Regions from separate parts of the Hordeum vulgare genome. Here all the other regions are linked to region 1. Evidence: chromatin contacts called from public Hi-C data. All regions are on one chromosome and are shown on one strand. Each heading gives the region's core, a stretch centred on a gene start, on an enhancer-like site or on the middle of the called end of the contact. The rest is flanking DNA. Distances are from core to core; before and after follow the strand shown. Region 1 holds the start of LOC123402539 (translation initiation factor IF-2). Region 2 holds the start of LOC123401529 (transmembrane protein 230-like). Region 3 holds the start of LOC123402750 (ubiquitin-conjugating enzyme E2 22-like).

Region 1 (3,603 bases), core at 410-2,909:
CATAATTACAGCTTGGAGAAGTTATCAATAGTGACTTATCATTTGTCAGGTACAGTACTTGATATGTTTACCTTATTGGTGATGATTTGCAAATTAAAAACTAAAATTGTGGCAAGCAAAAACCCACTACCAAGAGTAATTGCTGGGGACTGCTATCAGGACCTAAATTGCATGAATAATGCTGCATGCGTACTACACTGTCTGTGTATCACTTGAAAAAATAAAATATGATTATCTAACATTGACTAGATATAGTAGTGATGATGGCTATAAGGTGAAGGAAAATCGATCAAAGACAGTAAACTGAGCACAATGACAATGCAGCAAGAAGCAAAAGTCATGCCATGTTATCAGGGAATGATTTGTCTGTACCTGGTAACTAGGACCAAAGGCCATCCCTGTGAGCTTGGATTTGTCCTCCCTTGGACGGTTCTTGACCAGCTCTGCCTGATTCACCTCTATAATCTCCATAGGCATATCCCTCCTACCTCTCTTCACTCCAATCCTGCCCAATTCTGGTGGAAGTGCTGGCTCCCGCATTGGTGGAGCTGCCATTGCCACCGCCTCAGCACTGTAACCTCCAGTATATTCCCCTCCACATGGCGGCGCTGTCGAATGCCCGTATCCACCACTGTGCTCCCCGCCATATCCATTGCCATACCCACCACCTTGCTCTACTCCATATGCTGCATACTGTGGTTCGGTCCCATAATTCAAATTGCTATTCGGATCCAAACCATAATTTGCATAATAGTTTGGATCCCATGCATAACCTTCGTACCCATTAGCATTTCCAACTCCAGCATCATAACCCTGGTGTTGGACGTCTCCAGCTCCGACACCAAGACCCTGTTGTTCTTGCTGCTGCTCCGGAGCAGGCATGGCGTCCTCATCACTGCTTTCCTCAGGACCGTCCTCGTCGGCAGGGCCAGTATCGGACCTTTCTGGCGCCCCTCTGTTGACAGCCGAGCTAGAGGGGCCAGCAGCACCAAGATTTGACCTCTCCGGCCCGGCGGTGTCTACGGCCGACCTCCTGGCTGCGCCGGAGCCAAACCCAAGCGAGTGCCTGGGCGCCGGGAGGAACGAAGACACCGGCCCCGATCCAGCAGACAGGGGCGGGGGCGCCTCGCTGGCGCTGGGACGGCGCTTCTCGGCGTCATCCTCCTCGTCCGAGCTGACTCCGGTGGTCTGGCGGATCGGTGGCGGGCGGAACTGGACGACGCGCTTAGGGTTTCCGGAGTAAGCGGAGGATTTGGGAGGTGGGATGGAGGAGAAGGTCGGGGCGGATTTCGGCGCCGGGAGCGACGAGAAGATAGGCGCCGACTTGGGCTGCGGGAGCGCGGAGAAGATGCCGCCGGCGGGCTTTCCGCTGGCCTCGCCGCGGCGGGTAGCGGGAGCGGGTGAGGGGATGCTCTCGTCGGCGTCTTCATCTGAAGAGGCGTAGGTGGCAAGAAGCGAATCCATGTTTGCGGCGCGGTCGTCTGGGGCAGGAGGCAGACGGCCGCGGCGGCTTTGGGGTTTGTTTCGAGTTGGAGTTGGAGTCGGAGTCGGAGTCGTCGACGGTGAGCGGAGGCGGTGGTCGGGTAAGGTACGGGGAAGTGGGGGGAGTTTCCTGGGCTGGGCTTCGGCGGGGTACTTTTTATGTAACGGGCTGGGCTTCACCCTTTTTTTGAGGAACACTATGATTTCCATACTTAAACTGGCAGGGCTAAAACACTGGCCTGTCGAACGAGTGCACCAAAAAGCCGTCGGAAACGTTTAAAAACAACTGGCAGAAATCATCCGGGTCGCCTGCATGCCAGGGGTCGCGATGGGATCAGGCTCAGGATGTAAATGGACATCTCACCGGGTGTTGTGGTACTTGAACGCTCTCACCGCTACTTCTTATATGGGATTATGTCCTAGTCCAATTATTATTTTATGGCGTATGTGATGTTCACATAGTGCCGCGTATTTACAAAGCGAACTGATACAGGGTGCATTTATGGTAGAAACCGCTCCCGCAGCTTGGCCCCCTCGTCCCTGAAGCCGGCGTTGTCGCGCAGCAGGCGTTCGCAATCCCTGATGACGCGGTTGAGCTGGTCGAGCAGCTGGCGGTTGGCGCCGTGGAGGTGCACCACGTGCGCCCACAGCTCGCTCAGCTGCTTCTGCTTCCTCATGCGCGATAGCCGCGCCGACTCCCGGTTCAACACCATCCGTCGCCGCCGCCGCTCCTCCGCCAGGCTGCAGTGCGCCTGCTGGTACTCGTCCGAGTTGGACGAGTTGTTCCCGAACGGGAGGAGGGCCCCGCCGCCGGTGGCCTCGTGAAGCAGTTGTGCGACGACGTCGTGCTGCTGCTGGTGGTGGTACGAGGAGGAGAAGGGGGACGACGTCGCGTGTGGGACCAGGAGGCCGCCGTCGTTGTACGGGAAGACGAGGTCGTCCGGAGCCACCACCTGGTAATGGGGCCTGAAGGCGGCGGTGATCGCAGCCGCGGCCGACAGGTACGGCACGCTGGCAGCTTGGGGTGTCGGGGAAGGAGATGAACACGCCGCTGGCGTTCATGGGCTTAGTTGGGCTGTTCACTAACGCCACTTATTTTTAGGTGATATCCACAAACGCCATTTAGACTGTGATGGGGTTATAGTCATAGGGTAGGGTCATAAGCCTACCTTATAGGTCCTACCCAAGGACCACCCTTCATAAGGGACAAGGCCCTTTGTCAGCTCCGACTGAACTAAGGAATTCCCATCATCCAGTCGGTAACAGACATCCGACCATCCAGTCGAAGGCGAGCATTCGGAGCGTATCGATCGGACCGACTGGATTCCACTCTGTACATCGTAACCCCCCAGGAGGGAAACAGTCGTACGTTTCCTCACGCTTTTATTAGCATTTAGGTCGTACGTTACCTGTAACGTAGGTATTTATTCGCCATTATTCCACCCCTGCGCACCGACCGTTGTGAAGGGCAGCGCACTCTATATAAGCCACCCTTCCCCACTGGTGCAAGGGTGAGCAACTCATTGTATTCCATATTTCCACTCGACAACAAGCTCCCTGAGCACTGAGACGTAGGGCTATTACCTCCATCGCAGAGGGGCCTCAACTCATACAACCTCGCCATAGCTAAGGCTTTGCCCATCCTTTTCGTATCCTACACATCTACTGTCAGGCTTATACCCACGACAGTTGGCGCCCACCGTGGGGCAGGCGTCTAAGCGACTTCCGGCGAGTTTGCGACTACTTCCTTTCATCATGTCGTCCGGTGGAGGTTCGAGCATGGGTCACCAGATCTTCTTCGGCGCTCTCTCCTTCATCATCGACGATTCGGCGTGGCTTCGGGATGCTCCTCTCGACGTCGAGGCGCTTCCCCGTCGTGGGGCTACGCACTTCCGTGCCGGCGCCCTCGACATCTTCTTCTCCAACAGTCGGCTCTGGTGTTGACCTGCATCGCCGTCACGCGCCGCAGCAAGCGGTCTCGCCGTCCGCGGCTCCAGCGTTGGGTGCAACACGCCCAGGCGCGCCAGAACACGTCTTCACAAGTGGCGGTTCTAGAGTCCATTGTGGTTGCCCCGCTGTCCCAGCACTCGGACTCGGTTCCGACTGAGTTTCCTTCCGAGT
Region 2 (3,603 bases), core at 539-3,038, 780 kb after region 1:
GACACGGGAGGCAGCACACTCCAGCAACTCAACATAATCACACAGTTGACAACCTTTCTGCCCACTACACCATAATGCATGATTATGGTAGCATTTATATGCACAAATCTACCAGTAGTTCATTCTACAAAGTAGAAGGAATGTATACATAACGAACAACAGGACACCAAGGCTGCTTGCTTTATCAGTAGAGCCATTTGATGGAAGGACCCGAACAAGTTTGCAAACACATGTTCTTTAGATTGGTGGGATGTTTGAAAAAGAGAAGCCCTTGTATCCTTTGTATGCGTAGTAGGCAATTCTTGTGTAGTAGAATCCAGGTATGAACATTACAATGCCCAAAACCATGAAGAATATTCCTGTTCCAACAAAAAAGTTGCAATTGTAGTCAAAGTTTATTGAAGCAGATATCTTCATGAGTGCGACTTTAATATTGATATTGCATCACTATTCTGAAAGGATGAGAGTCAACGAGCAAACAGAATTTTAAAGCTTTTTGTGTGGCAAATCACATCTTAAGATCTCACATGTACACCATGCTACAAGTGACATCCTAGCATAAAGCCACATCATGATCACATATATTACAGATGAGAGGAATTTTGGATTGCTTCTAACCTAACTACTTCCTCTGTTCCTAAATATAAGTCCATTTAGAGATTTCACTACGGAATAAATACGGATGTATCTAGACATACTTTAGAGTGTAGATTCACTTATTTTACTCCGTATGGACTTATTTAGGAACGGAGGGAGTATCATCTACAAATTTTACAGTTGTGTAATCATACTAAGCGTTTAGTACCCAGTCTCTGTTGCTCTCACTGCTGGCTTTCCTGAAGCATATCACTGAAGCATTGTTCTGAACAGCAACAACAAAAAACCACAATCCCCCCCCCCCCCCAGCACGGTTCACTGAATTTTAACTGTGTTGACTAAAAGCCTCTCACCAAATGCAAACAGCTCATGGACATCTAAAGCCGCTATTATATACTCTCTCCATCCGAAAAAGCTTGTCCCTCAAATGGATGTATCTAGCACCAAATTAGTGCTGCTTTTTTCGGACGGAGGGAGTATTTTTTGCGGTCAAGTTTTTCATCAATCACATGTTCTATAACAAAAAAAAGAGAAGTAACATTTCCAGCTCCCAAACACCAACTCCGAAATACTAATATATATATACATGTCCCAGCCAAATAAACATCAATCAATTGCTCTCACAAGTAACAGCCCTTGAAATACCAACTCTAGCTAGAAATACTATCCCCAAATATTCATACAGCAGTAGTTAGAAAATTGCAGCAACTTCAGGGTCCTAGATGCAGTAACTAGGACCGTGAAAGGAGATTCGGTCTCACCGTGTGCGGTGTCACCGCCGACTTGGTTGGCGGCCATGAAGAGGCCGGCGACGACGCCGAGGACCCCGAAGGCGAGGAGGGCGGCGGCGAAGGCGATCTCCTTGACGGGGGCGCCGCGCGGGCCCCCTATGGCCCCGCCGACGAGGTCGTCCTCGTCGGTGATGGAGAAGGCGTGGTCCACGTAGGCCATGCCGGGCAGGGACTAGGTAGGGTTTCGCGAGGTGGATTCGCGCGCCGATCGTGGTTGGTGGTGGTTTGGTTGGGGGTGGAAGATGCAGCGCAGGGGGGAGAGAGAGAAGAGAGATCGGCTTGGTGGGTCGCTTGCCGAAGCAGATTTGGATTGGATTGGACGGGAGCGCCGGGTCAACCCGTTGTAGTATATACGACGCGACGGCGATGGGCTACAATTCCGAGGCGCGTCTTTTGGAACCGGTCCTGGCAAAGCCCAGCTATATAGAAGCATGCTGACTTTTGAACCCTGTGTATTCGGTTTGGTAGGCTGCATTATAGGGAACTCCTACCTGGCCTGAGCAACTAGTTAGACGATCGCATTTTCAAGAGCATTCTAACAATCACTCCCACACATCGTCATTTGACGCGTTTTCAGCCATCGTCACGTGTCATGTTTTAAGTGTTTTTTTGTATTTTATTATTTTTATTATTTCGCACGTGTTTTTGGTTTTTTAGAGTGTTTTTTTCGATTTTTTACGCACGGCCGTGCCTTCCGAAAAGAAAAGAAACGCGCTTTCTGCTTTTATTTTTCCTACGAGAAGCACGGTTTTGCTTCCGCGAGACGCACGATTTTACCATCGCGAAAGGCACGGTCGTGCCTTTCAGAAAGGAAAAAAACGTGTTTTCAGTGCATTGCAACGGGTAGTAGAGATTTCTTACCTGAGACGCTATCATACTTATGCTTTCCCACTTTAAAAATATGATGACCAGAAAATAAAGAATTTATAATGCTTGTCACTCTTTTGTTGACACGTTGCCTTCAACAGTAGGGGCACACCCTCCACGCCATCATGACCACTTCCTCGAACATTATCCTCGGGCCTCGATGAGGATCGATTAGGGTACGCAGAGCTGCGAGACGGATAGTACAACGGAAGGTAGTCCTTCCCTTCCAGATGTCGTGCGGGGCGAAACATGGTGCGAGTAAGATGCACCGCTATCGCACTCTCTCTATTCTCCATCCCTCGCTCTCTCTTCCCTATCTTACTGATGACATCGATGACATCCAGAGTTGAGGAATATCTTGATGGTTAACAAGTATCAGCGAGCTTCAAATACCTTCTCATTAAAAAATGTTTCTTTTCAATATGTCACTCACTTTTAGTTATTATACTTTCCCAGTCTTAAAATAAGTATCTCAACTTTCTACTAACTATAGTACTCCCTCATTTTCTAAATATAAGTCTTTAGATTTTAATATGTACTTTTGAACTACTACAAACCAAAATTAATAAAATTATATTTTAAAATATATCTATATATATATATTCGTATTAATATTTTTAAGAAGACTTGTATTTAGAAACATAGTTTTAGAAAATAAAAAATCAATGCTAACACACGTGCATCCAGTAGCTTCTAGCCGGTACATGACAAATTTCCTTTCGTTTCATTAAAGAAAAGCACTGACCGCCCTCTGCGTCCTTATCTCATCGCTACTCCTTTCCTTCTCTTATACTACACACCATTCCTTCATTTTTGGACTAATCTTCTTGTCTCACATGCCCGTAAAGCACCTTTCCTCCAAGCTCGTGGTCTCAATGCAACATCAAAACTCAGATTTTGCTTCGATTTGTTTGCTCTTCTGATGATCTCGTCCTAGCCATGACCAAAACGTTTTGTTGGTTGATTGATCAGGGTGGTGTAGAGAAGGAAGGGGAAAGGGGGCACCATCCACGACGATGTCGCCGACGCCGTAGAGCGAGATCCTGTAGTCCGCCAGCGTGTAGAGCTTCGCCTTCAAGGAGCTCAAGACGGCCACCAGGAACTTCCGGGCGAACATCGTGCTTGGCGAGGGCGGCTTCGATTCAATGTTCAAGGGATGGGTCGACGAGATCACCTTCGCGTCAGCACGGTTTGGCACCGGCATGGTCATCACCATCAAGAAGCTCAACCAGGAAGGTTCTAGGGCCACCGTGAGTGGTGTTCAGTCTTCACCCATGTGTTCCTAATTTATTTCTGAATTTTTGATTGTATGCACATTCAGAATAAATTTGTTGCTGAAATTTATAAA
Region 3 (3,603 bases), core at 476-2,975, 640 kb after region 1:
GGCAGGTGGTACCGGAGAGAGACACGTTTCGATATTTGGGGTCCATGTTGCAGAAGGATGGCGATATCGATGAAGACGTGGGCCACGGAATCAAGGCTAGGTGGATGAAGTGGCGCCAAGCTTCTGGCGTACTCTGTGACAAGAGAGTGCCACAAAAGCTAAAAGGCAGGTTTTATAGGACAGCTATCCGACCTGCGATGTTGTATGGCGCGGAGTGTTGGCCAACCAAGAGACGACATATCCAACAGTTAGGTGTAGCAGAGATGCGCATGTTGAGATGGATATGTGGCCACACAAGGAAGGATCGGGTACGGAATGACGATATACGAGAGAGACTTGGGGTAGCACCGATTGAAGAGAAGCTGGTCCAGCATCGTCTCAGATGGTTTGGACATATTCAACGGAGGCCACCGGAAGCGCCGGTGCATAGCGGACGGATAAAGCGTGCTGAGAATGTTAAGAGGGGTCGTGGTAGACCAAACTTGACATGGGAGGAGTCCGTTAAGAGAGACCTGAAGGTTTGGAATATCGACAAAGACTTAGCCATGGACAGGGGTGCGTGGAAGTTAGCTATCCACGTTCCAGAGCCATGACTTGGCTTCGAGATCTTATGGGTTTCAACTCTAGCCTACCCCAACTTGTTTGGGACTGAAAGGCTTGGTTGTTGTTGTTGTAGTAGTGGGGATTATCCCGGTCAAACCCCTAAATCCCCACATATCCCATAACACCATTTGGTTTTAGTGTATTTGACATGTTTCATCCCCACATTTCCCCACAAATCCCCAAATTCTAGTACATTTTTCTCAATGCCCAATACACTACCCCTACCTAGTGGATTGGGGATAAATGGGGATTTGAAGGGATTGGATGAAGGTTGGGGTTTCACCCAATCCGTGTGGGGATTATCCCCACCAATCTCCTCAAAAACCCTAGTACCAAACAAGGTCTAAAGGATCATTTTTCAAACTGACACCGTCATCACGATAAGTGATGGGGGAAATAGGAACCAACATAGCAGTTAGGTTCGGGCTATATTTGCACTGTTGGAAACAAGCACGGTAGGAAGCGATTAAATCATAAAATTGGTAGGTAATCAGTGCAGCTGACTGTGTGGCATTTCGGTTGAACTAAACACAAGGCCCTATACTTGCAGTGCAGGTGAAGACTACTTGCACCCAGAATTAAGTTGCTTCCACAAACGTCAACCCCGTTCTTCTTTCCATGGACATCTAAAGATCAGAAAACAGACCTCCCCACTAAGCCTATCAATTCCCCCCAGCCTCTAGGAATCTCGAACCACCCGTCACCTCGCTTGACAGAATGGGCAAACCCCGCCACCCGCCTTGCCTTTTCTGCACAATCCGCGGAAACAATCCAAAATCACCACTCGCCCAGCCCCCAAACCCTACCGCGACATGGCGACATCCGCTAACCCTACCGCGGACCGAACTAAACCAGCGGATCACGAGCACGCGCCGCGAGAGCCACGGGACGGCGGGGAACAGATCGGGCTCGAACCGCACCGGGAGACGAATCGGGGGAGGGATCGGCGGGCCGCCGCTTACCGGAGGAGGAGCAGGAGGAGGAGGAGCGGCCAATCTGGGCCGGGCTCGCGGGGAGGGGAGGGGAGCGGCGCGCGTCGCAATGATTGGAGCGCGAGCTCGTGGAACTTTGGGGGCGGAGGGAGGTGACGTGGCTTTCAACCAGGCCACGGAGCGGGTGTACTTGTAGTGTAGGGGGGCGCCACCTGATCACCGCGTCCGCGGAGGAGCGTGAGACCGTGAACGGTCGGCGGCATAGCCGTTGGAGCCGTGCCACGGCGCCGCCAGCTAGGCGCGGCCTTTTGAAATTATGGCAGCTGCGGCCAGCGCGGACGGAGATGCCGATGCTGATCGGCGGTGGACCACCGATTTAGATGGTGGAGGAAAACGGTGGTAAGACGACGAACGGGGTTGATTGATGGGAGCGGCTTCTTTCAAAAAAAAAATTGATGGGAGCGGCGCCGGTTGTGGGGAGTTGTTGGCACATTCTGGATTTGCATCTCGACGTGGATCGCCGGGTGGTGATGGACCGTTTATGATACGTGGACAATCTAAGAGCACTTTAGCAAAAAAAAAATAACCCTTTAAACATTCACGGATACGTCTGTTCACTGACCAGACGTGTATCCTATTAATCCGTCCATGCAGTCATAAATTTTATTTATTTTTTCTTGTATGTTCAATCACTTACACGTGATTGGTGAAGAGAAATAGAAATAAAGAATTTTGGGGGTATGGTTTCTACCACTGGGGATAGCATGTGGAAAGTTATTTGTTCACAAAAAAAATCATGTCTTTTTATGGCTATGTGTTCATAATAAAGTACTAACAAGAGATAATTTGAAAAAACGTAGACCTGTTGAGGATAATACTTGCCTTTTGTGTAGCTGCAAGGAGACAGTACAACATCTCTTCTTTGATTCTATAGTAGCTAGATAGTTGTGGGTTTTCATATCGGAGACACTTGAAAAAACAGAAATTTTAAGTTTTGATGATATTATTGTGCTGTGAAAAGATCATAAGAAGAATTGTGTGGTTAACATGGTGATTGCTGCCTCCTTGTGGAGCATATGGAAGCTTAGAAATGAATTTTGTTTTCAAGGCCCCATCTGGAGAAGTGTGAAATGCATTCTTGCAAAGCTGGACATTCATCTCAATCAATGACGGGTTTTGTTCTCCGGTGCTCAGGCGGATCTGCTGCGAGACTTCATCAGGCAACTAGACAGGAGACGCGGGGAACTGCTCCGAATTGCTTGGAGATGATTCTAGGGGAGGGGATAGGGAACCTAGTCTTCAAATAAATACCTTTGGGTTGTAACCCCTCTTCGGGAGAAAAATGATGGTGGCTCTAGCTAAGACTGTTAGCTGTTTTCCTGTATTTTTCAGATTTTTTTGTCTGGATGTTGGGTTGTAACAAAACTGTGGTTGCTTCATTTATAAAAATGGGACAGGGGGAAACCCCTTTCGTTCAAAAAAAAGAGAAATAAAGAAAAAATAAAAAAATAAAAATAAAAAGTAATCCGGGATCGGGTCGCGTCCTACGTGATGGACACACTGAACACACTCGGGCGCGTCTACGAGCGTTCATATCCTTCCTATTTTTGTCTTTAATATAAGAGTTTGTGGACAGTCTAGACGTATAAAAATGATATGAAGGATCTAGTTGGATCACTGTTTTTTCTTCTTCTTTGTCCGGTCATTAACCGAACGCGCATGCGGTCATATGTGAAGTCGTTTGAGGTGTCCGATTGTAGATGCTCTAAGTAGTATATATTTCCTCTTTCGAAAAGAAGGTCTATACATTTTGTAAATAGTGCAAAGTTAACCAAATTTATACTTCCTTTATTTTTAAATATAATTTTTTTAGAAATTTTAATATAAACTATATAAAAATGTATATAGATATATTCTATAATATAGATTTACTCATTTTGCTTTGTATATAATTTATATTATTTTTTAAAAGATTTATATTTAAAAACATAGTAAGTAGTAGAAAAGACTATCAACAACTACAATATCAGATTAGTAGTAATATTCATTGGGAGAGAGAATAATTTTA

What was found. Hi-C and Micro-C count contacts between places; a contact is called where the count stands out from the background.
Region 2: a contact with region 1 is called in a Hi-C map of seedling, with 4 times the contacts expected there. The contact joins the promoter of LOC123401529 here to the promoter of LOC123402539 in region 1. A contact is called at or near these places in 2 of 6 Hi-C or Micro-C datasets (leaf and seedling).
Region 3: a contact with region 1 is called in a Hi-C map of seedling, with 4 times the contacts expected there. The contact joins the promoter of LOC123402750 here to the promoter of LOC123402539 in region 1. A contact is called at or near these places in 1 of 6 Hi-C or Micro-C datasets (seedling) and 1 of 1 datasets of contacts at active chromatin or transcription factors (embryo).

What each region holds. Positions count from the first base shown.
Region 1 is chr6H:127,294,570-127,298,172 of MorexV3_pseudomolecules_assembly, reverse strand. LOC123402539 (translation initiation factor IF-2) reads right to left here and starts at 1,659. Exons shown (of 2, transcript XM_045096463.1): 1 at 373-1,659. The coding sequence starts at 1,464. LOC123405210 reads right to left here. Exons shown (of 2, transcript XM_045098988.1): 2 at 1,983-2,533. The coding sequence ends at 1,983.
Region 2 is chr6H:126,512,393-126,515,995 of MorexV3_pseudomolecules_assembly, reverse strand. LOC123401529 (transmembrane protein 230-like) reads right to left here and starts at 1,788. Exons shown (of 2, transcript XM_045095357.1): 1 at 1,359-1,788; 2 at 1-359. The coding sequence starts at 1,548. The coding sequence ends at 238.
Region 3 is chr6H:126,656,156-126,659,758 of MorexV3_pseudomolecules_assembly, reverse strand. It overlaps LOC123402750 (ubiquitin-conjugating enzyme E2 22-like), which reads right to left and starts at 1,725. Exons shown (of 7, transcript XM_045096703.1): 1 at 1,566-1,725.